Linked DNA regions of Hordeum vulgare: region 2 is linked to region 1. The links are chromatin contacts, called in public Hi-C maps. All regions are on one chromosome and are shown on one strand. The core of a region is the stretch at or near the end of the contact, and the rest is flanking DNA. Distances in the headings are between cores, read along the strand shown.

The links. Hi-C and Micro-C count contacts between places; a contact is called where the count stands out from the background.
Region 2: a Hi-C map of leaf shows a contact between it and region 1, with 5 times the contacts expected there. The contact joins the promoter of LOC123440609 here to the enhancer-like site in region 1. A contact is called at or near these places in 2 of 6 Hi-C or Micro-C datasets (leaf and seedling).

Annotation. Positions count from the first base shown.
Region 1 is chr3H:25,423,780-25,430,335 of MorexV3_pseudomolecules_assembly, forward strand. No RefSeq gene overlaps it. Among protein-coding and RNA genes, the nearest start is that of LOC123439374, 6.3 kb to the right of the region's middle. Within about 2 kb of position 4,527, at least 1 of the 3 cell types and tissues checked has open chromatin away from gene starts, as enhancers often do. A contact at or near this core is called in leaf, where this site is marked.
Region 2 is chr3H:25,828,083-25,835,311 of MorexV3_pseudomolecules_assembly, forward strand. LOC123440609 (SKP1-like protein 4) reads left to right here and starts at 1,738. Exons shown (of 1, transcript XM_045117173.1): 1 at 1,738-2,247. The coding sequence starts at 1,738. The coding sequence ends at 2,247.

The DNA.
Region 1 (6,556 bases), core at 3,277-5,776:
AGAACAACCGACAACCTTTTGAATAGTTTACCCTATGAATCCACTTGGGTACTACTCCCTTCAAAAACATATAAAGGGTAAAATGGACTTTTGACGAGTTATTTCAATGTTTTAGTATGCTGGGCCGGGCCATCAATTTGGCAGTTGTAGCTTCCCACCCGCACTATGAGCATCTAATTTCTAGAAAGTTAGAGAACACAATGTCATTGCAAGGATTCGAACCCAGGACATGTAGATGACAAAGGACAACTGCTAACAAGTTGACCTAAGAACATCCCCACCACACGCGCGACTTTAACATCGCACATCTTTTTTGCACGCGCGCAGCCGTTTCGGACGTTTCACCGGACTCGCAAAAAAAACGCGCGCGCTATAGTTGATTCAGCGCGTGTAGCAAAACGGCATCTCGCGCTGTTTATTTGGTATGCCCACTCACGCATGCAGAAAACTCTAGGCTGCTGCACATGGGGTTACTGGAAGCGCGACATCTGTTGGAGATGCTCTGGCCCCGCACATTGAAACTGCTATAGTGGCGCGGTAAAACTTTGATATGGCGTGAAATTTTTATGCGGCTGTTGAAGATGCTTTAAGAAGTGTTGTTGCGTGCTGTTGAGCGCGTCACTTGAAGAACTATGTAGAATGCAGAATCAGGGCAATCTTTTTTTTAAAGATTTTTTTTAAAACATTTTTTATAAATCCCTAGCATTTCCTTAAAATCTCAATTAATTTTAGTTCAGAGAGAAAATTTATTACCTGGAACATTTTCCAAATTCCGCACAATTTTAGAAAATCACGAACATATTTTCAAAATCCTGAAAACAATATTTTAATAAAGATTAAAAACATAAATGTTTTTAAATTTCAAAAGAAATATTATAGTTAATTCACGTATTTTTTTGGAATTTAAGAAAAAATATGACAACAAGAAAATTTGAACAATTTTTTCCAAACTTCAACGTTCTATAAAAATGTGGACAATTTCTAGAAAAGTAAACATATCTTGAAATTCCAGTTTTTAGAAAAAACTATGTGTACATTTATTCAGTTTTGAGATATATTTGTAAACGTAAATATTTATTAAACTCAGAACAATATTTGAAAACAATCTATTAAAGTAATGAATGAAACATAAAAATTAACATTTTCTGAAATTATGAACAAGTTTATAAAAAGGTGAACAGTGATTGACATTTCCAAAAACATCAAAACTCGAACATTTCTTAAAAAAGGAAATGAATCTCGAAAGAGAAAAAAGAAACGGAAAAAGGAAAAAAAAAAGAGTAACAGAAATAGTAAACGGAAAAAAGGAAAGGAATGAAAAAAACAAAAAAATTACTCTTTTTCAGAGATAATAAAATAAAACTGAAAAGCCGCTAAAAGGAAAATCAAACAAACTTGACGACATAGTTCCTACACTTCCTGCAGAAATGGTATTCCAAACGCGTTGCTCGGCCTTCACGTATACTATTTTTCCTTTAAATATTTATTAAATGTTTTTTAAGAATTTTTTAAACTAGTTTTCAATTCAATCCCTTTTATATTTATTAATTATATTAAAAACTTGAAATAACAGTTTTAACTACCTGTTCAGTTTATAGTTTTAAATACTTGAAATAACAATTTTAAGTACATGCTCAAACTAAAAAATCTATTATGGATGTCTATCTGCCCACCTACTGGGAAAAGTTTGGGTCATTTGAAGGATGTCAACATTGGGTGCTCGGGTAGGTCACAATGCTCCGTTTGAGAGCACATTGTTCATAGACAAGGACCCTAATTTTGTCATTGCTTGTATGATTACTTAAACGCACCATGCCAATCTGTTTGGAGGTTCTACAAATTGTACATTTTCTAGAGTTTTATTGGTAAAAAAACATCGATAAATGCCCGGATGTGTCGCACTTGCATATGATGTCCGAAATCATTCAAACCTGGTATGTATGACTATAAGGAGCGTGCCCACCTGCTTACAAATGTTGTGATAATTTTAAAAATGTAAAAATAAACTATTTTGAATGAAGGGTGTTCGGGTAGGATAGAAAGCTACGTTTGAGAGCATGTTGTTTTGTCTACAATTTATAACATCAAATTATGTATGAAATTTTCATAAACTTCCACATATTTTCCAAAATTGTGAACAACTTCCCAACAATTGATGTTTAATAAAAGTTTCGAACCATATACTTATATAAAAAAGATATCAATGTTTCTTGAAGTCCAAACATTTTTTAATTAAAACACAAAAACATTTTAAATTTGTAAAAAATATTTGAAGGGAAGAATATATTTTTGTTTTCCTAAGAATATTTGAAAATTTAGAACATATTTCAGAATAAATAATAAACTTCAGAAAGAAAAAAAGGCATTAACGAAAAAAGAAAAAAGCAGATAAAACTCTTACATATTGGACCAACAAGGCGATGATATCGCTTCCATCACGTGCGTGTTAGGCCGACCCAAGCATTTGTGGATTTCAAAAAAGTTCATCTATTTTTTCCTAATTTTTTGTAACAACTAATCTACCTATTAGGGAAATGTTTCTCTAATTGGTGAATTTTTTGGAACAAAATTTTACTTATTCGAAACAATAATAACTTGTGTAAACAAATTGTTAAAAGTAGCAGATTTTAGAAAAGTTCAATTCAAAAGTTGCAAACAAAATTCTATTAACTGAAAAGGATTCAAAAATTTCAGAAAACAATGAAAGCACGAAATATGATGAAATACCATTTTGCTACTCTTTGCGACAAAGTGTGGCTCATTCGCACAACGCAAGCGACATAGCAAACAGGATAGGCCAGCCCAATTATGAGATAAACACATATGCTAATGTATCCATTTTTTCATGAATCTGTTTTCACTGGTGTTTGGTTTTCTGTTTATTTTTGTGCTTAGCTTTTCTTCAAATTTCTATGTTTCGTTAATTTCTTTTTTTCAAGTTGTTTTCCTATTTTCTTTTTTTCATAAATTTAATCCTTTAAAAATGTCAGGATTCCCAAATTTTGTTCACGTCTTGAAAGCAGAGATTGGAACTTTAAATTATTTTCTTGTAACATGTTAAAAACTCAGAAAAGTTCCCACCTCTTTAGAAAATGTGTGTGGTTTACAAATTGTTCGAGAATTTCAAAATAGTTCATGTTTTCCAAAATTGATAATTTTTATTTAAAGAAAAAGTTCACTACAGTACCCACTAGTTTTCAAAGTTATTCATGTTTTTCAAAAAATGTTCACATAACTGATAAATGTCCAAAGTTCAAGAAATATTTGGTGTTTTATATAAATCTTTCCTACATTACGTCCTATTCTGTAAATTTTGTTTGTGTTTCAAAAAAGGTCCGCGTTTAAAAACTGCTAAAAATTCGAAATTAAGTTGGAGATTTTCAAAAAATATTTGGTTTGTTTTTTTCACAATTTCTGCAAAACATTCACGTTTTAAAAAGTATTCACTATCTCAGAAAAAGTGTTTCAGTTTTGTTCACGAATCGGGCGCTGCTAATAGGCTTTTTAATAGGTTGTGCTGCCTAAATAATCACAAGTGCTTATTAGTCCTTGTGTTTATTAGCTTGCTCATTGTAGTAGGAGGTCCCGTGTTTGTATCCTTGCCTAGTAATATTATTTTTGCTTTATATTTCACTGAATGAACTGGTCATACAGGCATACATCATCCGCCAATGCGCCGGGCCATCATGGTGTACACATGCGGTGGGGGTGACATATATCTTAAAAAGACAATCCTACTCTTTATAGGAAGGTTAAACCGAAACAACAGTGTTACTCAACTTCATCGTAAAATGCGTGATTGACATACTCAACTGCAGTTCCAGGATGACTTGATTGAGCACATGTGGACTTACATTGACAACCAATATATGTGTCGGATCATTTACGTTTCATCTATTCAAGACAATTTCGATTGGGTTGTAAAACTATTTGATTATGTTTTTATTCAGACATGAAACTATTTTATTTGCAAAACTATTTGCAGTGTTTAATTTATTTGCTTATTTGCATAATCCTATGGCCTTTCTTCGGCTGTGGCGGACCAGATGGGGCAGCGCGTTGGGCGCTTCCGAGAAAACAGCAAGGCCTCGCCCCGTTGCTATACTCAAATGGACAAAATCCGAAAAACAGACGTTCGTTTGGAGTCGGACGTTGGAGTTGGCCTAATGAATGAAGTGATCAAATTGTTGATTTTTCTTAGTTTGCAACGGAACCTCGCCAAATATGAACATTGAGAAGATGATGACAATGGTACGTCAAGACTATTCATCGTCTTAGGAAAACTATGGAGGGTGTCCTATTTGTTCGCAGGCTCGTTCGGTTGTCCGAAATCCCACAAATTAACTAGACGCAAACTAGGGTGAGCTTTGTGGGCATCCGAACCACAATCACGTCCGCGTCTGGTACCCCGGTCCCTCCAGAATACAGCTCCCATGTCAATCCAGAGCGTCACATTCGTGCCTATCCAAATCAGACGCGATTGATCACTAGAGCCGGCATTATCAATGCCCTGAAAGAGAGCGCCGTCCGTGCCACTTTTCGGTCTCCACCCCTATGCAATACCGAAGGGATGTGGCTAGAAGGGACAGGACAACTTCACCATCGCTCAAACTGGTTGCATGTGTGGTTCGTCTACCGGCATTAAACAGACGCGATGATTAAGAAACCGACTCCGACGTTAATAACGCAGCTCGCCTTAAGGACTAGCCCGCGCTCCGTGATATTTATACATGACGACACTGCACCGCTCCATGCCTGCCTGCTTACATTGTTTCTCTATGCACTACCGCGTCCATGACCCCGAGCTCTAAAGCTGAAGCAAGAGTTGGCCGGCTGTCGTGCACGATGAAACGACCGGCTTGCCGGCTAGCTCACTGGAGGTGACCAAGAACGACCAGATGATATCATAGAGGTGGAGAGCGAGGAGGACCGGCTAGCTCATCGTGTACAACGTTGATCCGGCGTTTACTCCCGTGCCGGTCCATCCTTGATTCACTGCCCATATGAAATGCAGCACCAAGAGGATAATTAATAATATCGCATATAGTGTGCGAGCAATGCTTCAAGTTTTTTTCTCTATTCATCTATAGGTTCCTGGTTTTAATATCTGAAAGGCCAATCTTATTGGTGGAATTACTACTACGTTCATATAATTTTTTAACTGTGACAAGCTCCAGTGAGTAAACAGTATGGTTAATGTTCGTATGAACATGCATGTAAATTTATTTTTTAAATATGAAACCATTTTTCATGACAAATCCAATTGTACAATTAAAAGTGATGTTATGGTTTATAATATATTCATATCATGGTTATGAATTCATATATGTAAAATGTTTAGAAAGGATTTTCTTTTTTAAAAGTTATGAGCCATTCCAAATGATATAAGAAAAAGAAAGTGTACATCTTTCGTTGAAGAGAGAATCTTGTTTGCATTCATCGCTTCTCTCCTCTGTCACACTCTCACATAATATTAAAAAATGCAATTACGGACTCCTCCTTATTTGTACCGATGGATATTCATTTGACATTTTATACAAAGAAAAAGACGTGCCCGTAGCGCTTAATTTGTCATTTTCGACAATGATAGGCAGAAGAATACGAAATAGGTATGTGATAAGAGGGAATTTATGCCTGATGAACAGTATGCTACAATAGTGTAGTACAACCACATGCGAGTTCTGTTATATGTTTCCTAATTTTGCATTTGGAAAACTGCATGTTTATCCTATATATGTGTATGGATGAAGTGAATTGTTGACTTTTCTTAGTTTGGAACCAAACATCGCCAAATATGGACATTGAGAAGATGATGACAATGGTACGTCAAGACTATTCATCGACATATACATGGAAACGTATGGAGGGCGACTATTAATTAAAACGCCACAGACCGAGCTATTCGGACGTAGTTGTCATCCAACGTGGTGCCTTATTTGTCTGGGGCTCGTCCGATTGTCCGAAATTTTGCAAACCTAATGCAAACTACGGTGAGCTTTGAGGTCGTCCGAAACATTGCCACGCACGGTACCCCGGTCCCTCCCAAAAACACCTCCCATGACAGCGCCCTGTCCTACACACACCTTCGTTTTCTGTACCACATTCATGTCAGTCTAGAACGCCATATATGTGCCTGTCTAGAGTGGACACGACTGGTCACTAGAGTCGGCATTAGCGGCGTGCTGGTAGAGAATGCCGCACATGCCCCTTTCCGGTCTCCACCCCTATTCAATTCCAGAGGGATGTAGCTAGGAGGGATGGGATGACTTCAGCATCACTCAAGCTGGCTGTACGTTGGCCCACCTACCGGCATTAAACAAGCACGACGACCACGAAACGAACACCGACACCTACATTGACACAGCCCAACCGTATGGCCTGGCCGGCGCTCCCTGTTTATACGTGGCCGCATTGCACCGCTCCATGTATGCTTTCGTTGTTTTACCTCGTCCATGACCCCGAGCTCTAGAGCGATGTGGAAGAGCATTTCGATGAAGCAAAAGAATGAGTTGGCCATTTGTCATGCACGATGAAAAAAGGCCGCCTTGCCGGCTAG
Region 2 (7,229 bases), core at 488-2,987, 400 kb after region 1:
AGTTCATCCTTCAATTTTGCCAATATTTGTCAAGATTGAAGGCACCCCATCTATTAAAGTGTTCTAAACAGTTTGCATATGTGTAGGTGTGGTTTACTTAGTGCCTTCTCGTTCCGTCCTCACCACCATCGATCACCCGTGTCGTCCCGTCGCCGAAACCACCTTGGTGAGCCACTTGTTTTTATTTTCTTTGTAAAAAAAATCTAATTTGTACGATTTAGATAGTTACTTGTATAATTTTCTTACTTATATGATTCTTTTATATATATAATGCCATGGTTTTGATATACGTGCCCGTCGTCCCTCGTCCGGTTTATGATTTAGATTTGATATATTATCTTTTATAACTATTTATTTCATTTCATGTTTATCACAATTATGCCCATCAAGTTCATATAAATATTTTTATCTAGGAGGTACGTGAACCGTAAATTACAACCGACCCTCTTGTCGAGAACTTAAATTTATTTTAAAAATAAAATGATTATTTGAATTTTTTTTTGAAAAGAATTGAAGAAGAGAAAATGAAATTTGATTAGAAAAATATGTAGAATCTAAATATGATGATATTTTACCTGTTAATCATTTAAAAGTACTATCTAGGGTGCAATCTTAATCAATAATGAATTATCTATTTTTCTTTCATACCGGATCCGGATTGGGATGAACACCTCAACAACATCAGGATTGAAGATCACTTGTCCGTTATCTTTGTACTATTAAATATACAAGCAAGTCATGTTGAAATAGAAGACCTTTGAAATCTTAAACTGTGATTTTGTAGGTTAAGATCATCTTCGTTTGGGCAGTAGCTATAAATTCTGAGATTATAGACATTTTTTATAAGTTAAGAGCGTGTGATATTCTTTTCGTTCGACTGTTGCAACGCACGGACCCTTTTAATAATACAACATAATTTTTTACATGTGATCAACCTACCATCTCTAACTTGATTTGTATTACTTGGGCACAATTAATAATACTATTGCAAGAAGGGTGTTCAACATTTTTATAATAAATATTTTGATTGTTTTCATAAACCTTGCCCATATTTCATTTACATATGAAAACAATTGCTACAGTAGTGTGCCGGCCCGATTTTTGTCCATTCTTCCTTTCGCTGTTTTCGACGGAGAAGATTGGTCGTGGTGGTTTATGTACAGATTTGTTCGGGTGATTTGTTTTTGATTTCCTTTTCCTATTTCCTCACCGGTTTCCTTCAGCCTTCTATTTTTCTTTGTTTTTTTACCGGTTTTATTTGTTTCTTCCATGGTTTTTACTAGTTCTGTTTCCTTAGTCCATCTTTGTTTTCTTTTTCATGTTTTGGTTTGGTTTTGCTTTGCTTTTCTTTCATGGGGGATCCCCATTATGGACGCTGCTTGAGGGGAGGCTGCCCTAGGTCTAGGTTCACAATAAGCGAGACATAAAAGGGAAGCTCAATAAAAAGATGATGTACGTATCTTGTCCGGCCCACTTTGTCAGACGGGCAGAGATATTGGTTATGCTTAGGGTGGGTTATCGGGCCGGTGCGTGGGCCGGGCCGGTTGTCAGAAAAAGATACAAATTCGGATTAATGAAGAATCAACCCTGAAAAAGAGCCGCCGCCGTCTCTTCTCATCTAGGAGTATATATTGAATCATTGGAGCGCCGCGTCTCCCATCGCTGGATCAATCGAAAGAAAGAAAGACCTAGCTGCTAGTTGGACAGGAGCGAGAGGTACATAGATCGTAGATCGTGATGGCGACAACAACTAGCAGCAGCAGCGGCGAGACGGCGGTGACCCTCCGCAGCTCGGACGGCGAGGAGATGGTGGTCGAGGCGGACACGATGGCGGCGGCGTCGGTGCTGATCAAGAACATGCTGGAGGACGGCCTCGCCGGCGACGTGATCCCGCTGCCCGAGGTGAAGGGCCGCATCCTGGCCCGCGTCGTCGACTACTGCAACCGGCACTACGCCGACGGCGCCGAGGCGCACGTGAGCAGCACCTTCTCGTCGGGCGACCCCGAGCTGGACCGCTTCGACGCCGACTTGGTGAGCGGCATCGACCAGGACACGCTCTTCGACCTCCTCATCGCCGCCAACTACCTCGAGGTGCAGGGCCTCCTCGACCTGACGTGCAAGACGGTGGCCGGCCAGCTCGTCGGCAAGACGGTGGAGGACATGCGCAACCACTTCAACATCGTAAACGACTACACAAAGGAGGAGGAGGAGGAGGTCCGCACTCAAAATGCATGGGCCTTCGAGTAGACGCACAAATCACTGCCCAATCACTTTTCTTTTGCTTTTCAGGATTTATTAGCATTGATAGTTTCATATACTACACGTTTTAATGGGAGCGATTATATGTCAGTCACCTGGAATAAATAAAATTATTTTCGGATAAGCCAACTGTTAGGCTCCGGTCAGCCGGCCCAAACTTTCCACCGGTCGCATCTTCCCTGGACGATTGAAACAGAACCATACCGTCAGATCCGAGGCTCTATTCCTTCAATCCCGCATCGCGTGCACGTCCCCCGCATCTAATTCCGGATCGCGTGCATGGGGCAGAGCACAGAGTCCTCGCCATGGCCGATGCGTCTCCTACATTAGGTACCGGGTTCATCGGCGTTGGTGTTAGTCGCTAATTCAAAACACGGCGAGGGCTCAATGACAATGCTTGCGGCTCTAGGGCGATGGTTCAATGTGCATGTTTGCATGATCTATCCACCGCCTCCTCGTCCGTTGATCTTGCTCTACTTGACGGATTAGATCATGCCCGGCGTCAATGGAGCATAAATCTAGCGAGACCGTTTTCTGAAACTGGAGCGTTGTTTTAGGAAACGATCCTGAAGTTGGGCACGCTCGTGCTCACTCGAAGGAGGAGGCGGCTGCCGGATGTGGGAGGGCGACGGCGCGGCCGCTCGCCCCCGACTTCGGCCGGCCCACCGCTCCCGACGTCGGCCGCTCCAGCCGCAGTCCCCCCGCCACATCGTCGGCCGGCCCTCCCCTACCCCCCACCACCGCGCCACCAGTCGCTCGCCTCTAACGCCGGCGGCCCAATGCACGCCGCTGCCAGCCGCTCCCGTCGCCAGACCCTCCGCCCCCGATGTCGGCCAGCCCTTCCCTTCCCCCCACCCTCCCCCACCCCCCACGCCGCCATCCGCTCGGCCCCGACGTCGGCCGGCCCTCCGCACGTGGCAAGCCGCACTACGAAGGGGTGCAAAAAAAATTGCAACCTGACTTTTGTTGTAAAAGTTTTCTGCAACATGACCTTTGTTGTAAAATTTTCTTCCGCAACAGTACTTATGTTACAAAAAGACGGACGAATTTTTTTTTTCTGCAACAAAGCGAATGTTTCTGAAACTCGACCGTTGTTTCAGGAATTAATGGGTCCAAAATTTATTTTTTGCAACAAAGCAATTGTTTCTGTAACTCGATCGTCGATTCAGGAATCACTCGGTGCCCGACCAGAGCCCCGCACGCGGATCGGACGGCGCTCGTGTAGATCGGACGGTTGTCCAGGTGACGGATGTTTACTACACATCCGTCGATGAACGCGTAGCAGCCCCCTAGTTATAAATCTTTTATGCAAAAAAAAAGAAACACTTTATCTATAGAGGCCTGCTATGCGTTTGCCGGCTGATCCTAACACATGCCTTGTTGAGAAAACTTCTTGCAAATTTGTTTGCAACACATGTCTTGTTACAGTTTTTTTTGCCAACAAATATCTTATTGCAGATTCTTCATAAAAATTTTTGCAACAACCTTCTTGTTGCAGATTTTTTTTCTTTGCAACAAACTACTTGTTGTAGAATTATTTTTACAAAACAAAGTTGTGTCGCATACCGTCAAAATTTGCAACAACATCGTTGTTGTTGAAACAGGTGCCTGCACTTGCCTTAGTGTTGAAGACACGTGACGGGCAAAAGACGACGCAGACACACCAAACTTATCAGCCGGCTGAGGGCAATCATTTTCCTTACCTATACCGATATATAAGTTGCATGTTCTTAAAATTCGGATAAGTGGATTTGCTCACTGTTGATTCTTTTCTAAGAGTAATAATGTTTTTCCCTGGTGCTGTTTCATAAGTTCTTGGGCGAATTTTCAAACCTACCCTTATTTGGGCCTTGAAGCATGTTACCCATTGCATGTCTTTTTCTTCTTAGTTTTTTGTATTTTCTTCTTCTTCTTTTAGTTGCTCTTTTCTTTATGGTATTTTTAGGATGTTGGATGAGTGTAAATATCTACACACAGCTACAACAATACCTGTGCAAATTATACTAGAGTGAAAAAATGATATTATTATATGCTTATTCATTACATATTACGACAATGCAATTTCAGTGCAAGATGTGTGCAATTATTATATTTTATTTTTTAAAAGATTAATAAAAATACTACTAATTCATTCTTTCAAAAAACCATTTTTTGATATTGCTTTAGTTTTCTACTTTATCTTGTTTTTTCTTTAAGGGTAATAGTAGTGTCACTAATTCATTATTTCTTAGATTTGTCTTTTTGGAAAATTCCAATATATGATTGTCCTTGTATTTTTATAAAGAAAACGCAATTCATGTTAAAATTTTGTGCATATTTTTTCACAATTTGTGTTTTATTTTCTTCTTCTTAATGGGTAATAACAATGCCACCAAATCTTTGTTTCTTAGGAAATGTTGCTTTTAATATTTATTGTGTGTAAATATATACGCTAGTATATTATACAATATGCATGTAAATTATAAATTACACTATTATATATTACAAAATACATAATTTCAATGCAAAGTTGTGTGCAAATGTTTTTCTTGTTCTTCTTTATGGTTAATACCAATGCCAGTAATTCTTTCTTTCTTGTAAAACTTTATTATTTTAATTTTATTTTATTTTGTTTTATTTTTTTTCTTCTTTAGGCCTTGTTTGGTACTAGTGTTTTTGAGGGGATTGGTGGAGATAATCCCCCAAGGGATTGGGTGAAACCCCAACCTTCACCCAATCCCTTCAAATCCCCAGTTATCCCCAATACACTAGGTAGGGATAGTGTATTGGGTATTGAGAAAAATGCATTATAATTTGGGGATTTGAGGGAAAATGTGGGGATGAAACATGTGTTAGAGCATATATCTCCATATGTGGTTTTGGTAATTAATGACAATCCCTATGGGCTAATGGTTGCCTTAAGTTATATTTATAGGATCTGTCCATAGGCACTTCTTGAAGTCCATCTATTGGGTTCAAGGAGTTTATATGATGACCAAGACGGTATTCAAGGTATTATTCAAAGAATGGTCATAGAGACACTAGGTTGATCAAGATCTCAGACAAAGAGTAAATCAAGATGATCAACACACAAAGCGTATAAGATGTACCGTGAGGGATCAAGTGATCCCATGGTATGGTAAGCATTGTCCATTACGTGTTTGTGTACTAACCCATGGTCTTTGTGAGAGTCTTATGTGGGGGTTAGGTGTGCTTCCATGGGCTTGCGTCAAAAGGAAGATCTCATACAACCCATGAAGGAAGACGTCAAGTGGTGATCGTCATCAACATTGTGGTGTGCAAGTTCAAGTGGATCAACACGAATATATCACTGAAACTATCGTTAATGATCATGTGTTGATAAGGACAAGCTCATGTGCTAACAAGGACAAGATCAAGATAAGCATTCCTGAGCACTACATGCTTGATTCTTGTGGATGTTCACATGGTGAACAAATGAAGATGAATACATAAACTAGGCTTTCCACATTGTGTATGGGAGAGCTGCTTGAAGACTTCATCATGTCTTGCTTTCAACTTGAGCCAAGAAGGAACAACAACATCAAGCTCAAGTGAAAGGGCTAACTCAAAGGTATCAGTTCCTTTGACGTTAGTGGTGCGGAATGATGATCAGCGAATAAAAGTATACACTCAAGTATGGATCATGAGTACCCCTTTTATGATTCTTGAGTCTTTAGGGATCCCGCACTATTAAGAGGGGATCACAGGTTTTGCGATGAACTTGCTCAAACTACATCTCCACTGTTCTGCTCATACCACATCTCCACTGATCTGTTGTTATCTGAAAACAGAACCAGTGCCTCGGACATCCGGCTTCCTCCGGACGTCCGAGGGTCGGACGACCGACTGCTTCGGAAATCCGGAATCCTATACCAGAGAAATCAGAGCCATATAACTCGGACTTCCGGCTCCCTCCGAACGTCCGAGGCCCGGATATCCGACCAGCTTCGGAATTCCGGAACTATGCACCAGAGAAACTTGAGCCATATAACTCGGACTTCCGGCTCCCTCCGGACGTCCGAGGGCCGGTCAAGGGTCGGACGACCGACAGGCTTCGGAAATCCGGAGCCCTGCACCAGAAGAACTTGAGCCCTATAAATCGGATTTCCGGCCTTCTCCAGACGTCCGGTCGCTGTTCAATTCACAGTATTTTCAGTGATATCTACAGGCTCCGGACGACCGACACCTGTCGGACGTCCGACCCCTCGTGGACGCCCGGACTTCCGGAAACTGTCGGACGTCCGGACCCTGTGTGACTTAAAGTGTCCCCAACGGTTGTTTTTCTCTCCCCACTATAAATACCCCCCTCCCACTTCGTGAGAGGGTAGTCCAACACAGCCTTATCCTCATAAGAACACACTTCTACCTCACACACATTTGCTCACACCAAATCTTAGATCCCAAGAGCATTTGTGAGCCCCTTTGAGAGTTGTTCCAATCAAAAGATAGATCGTCTCCCTCTCCTCCTCTCAACCCAAGCTATTTGAGATTTGAGCATTCCCCGTGATCTTTTTACTCTTGGAGGTTGGAGACTCCTAGGCGGTAGGATTTCTTCGGAGAGGAATCAATCCGTGTGATTACCCCCCGGAAAAGTTTGTGAGGGTTTGGAAGCCACCTCAAAGGCTTACCACTAGTGGTTGAGAAACGCCTTCGTGGTGTTATCTCAAAGGGAGAATAGGGTGAGCCTTCGTGGCGTTGGTGTGCCTTCGTGGTAACATCCACCTCTCTAACGGTGACTAGCTTCCCTCCAAGGAAGTGAACATCGGGATACATCTTCGTCTCAGTGACCTTGGTTATCCTTAACCCTAACTCCTTACTTGTGGTTTACTTGTGTTACTTGAGCATACATACATTGCATATTGTTTCTGCTCATTATATTGTGTTGGCTATTTCTTGTACAAGATTAATCATTCAAGCATACCCTCTATATCCACACGTTCATACTTGCAGCCCTTGATATATCGTGTCAT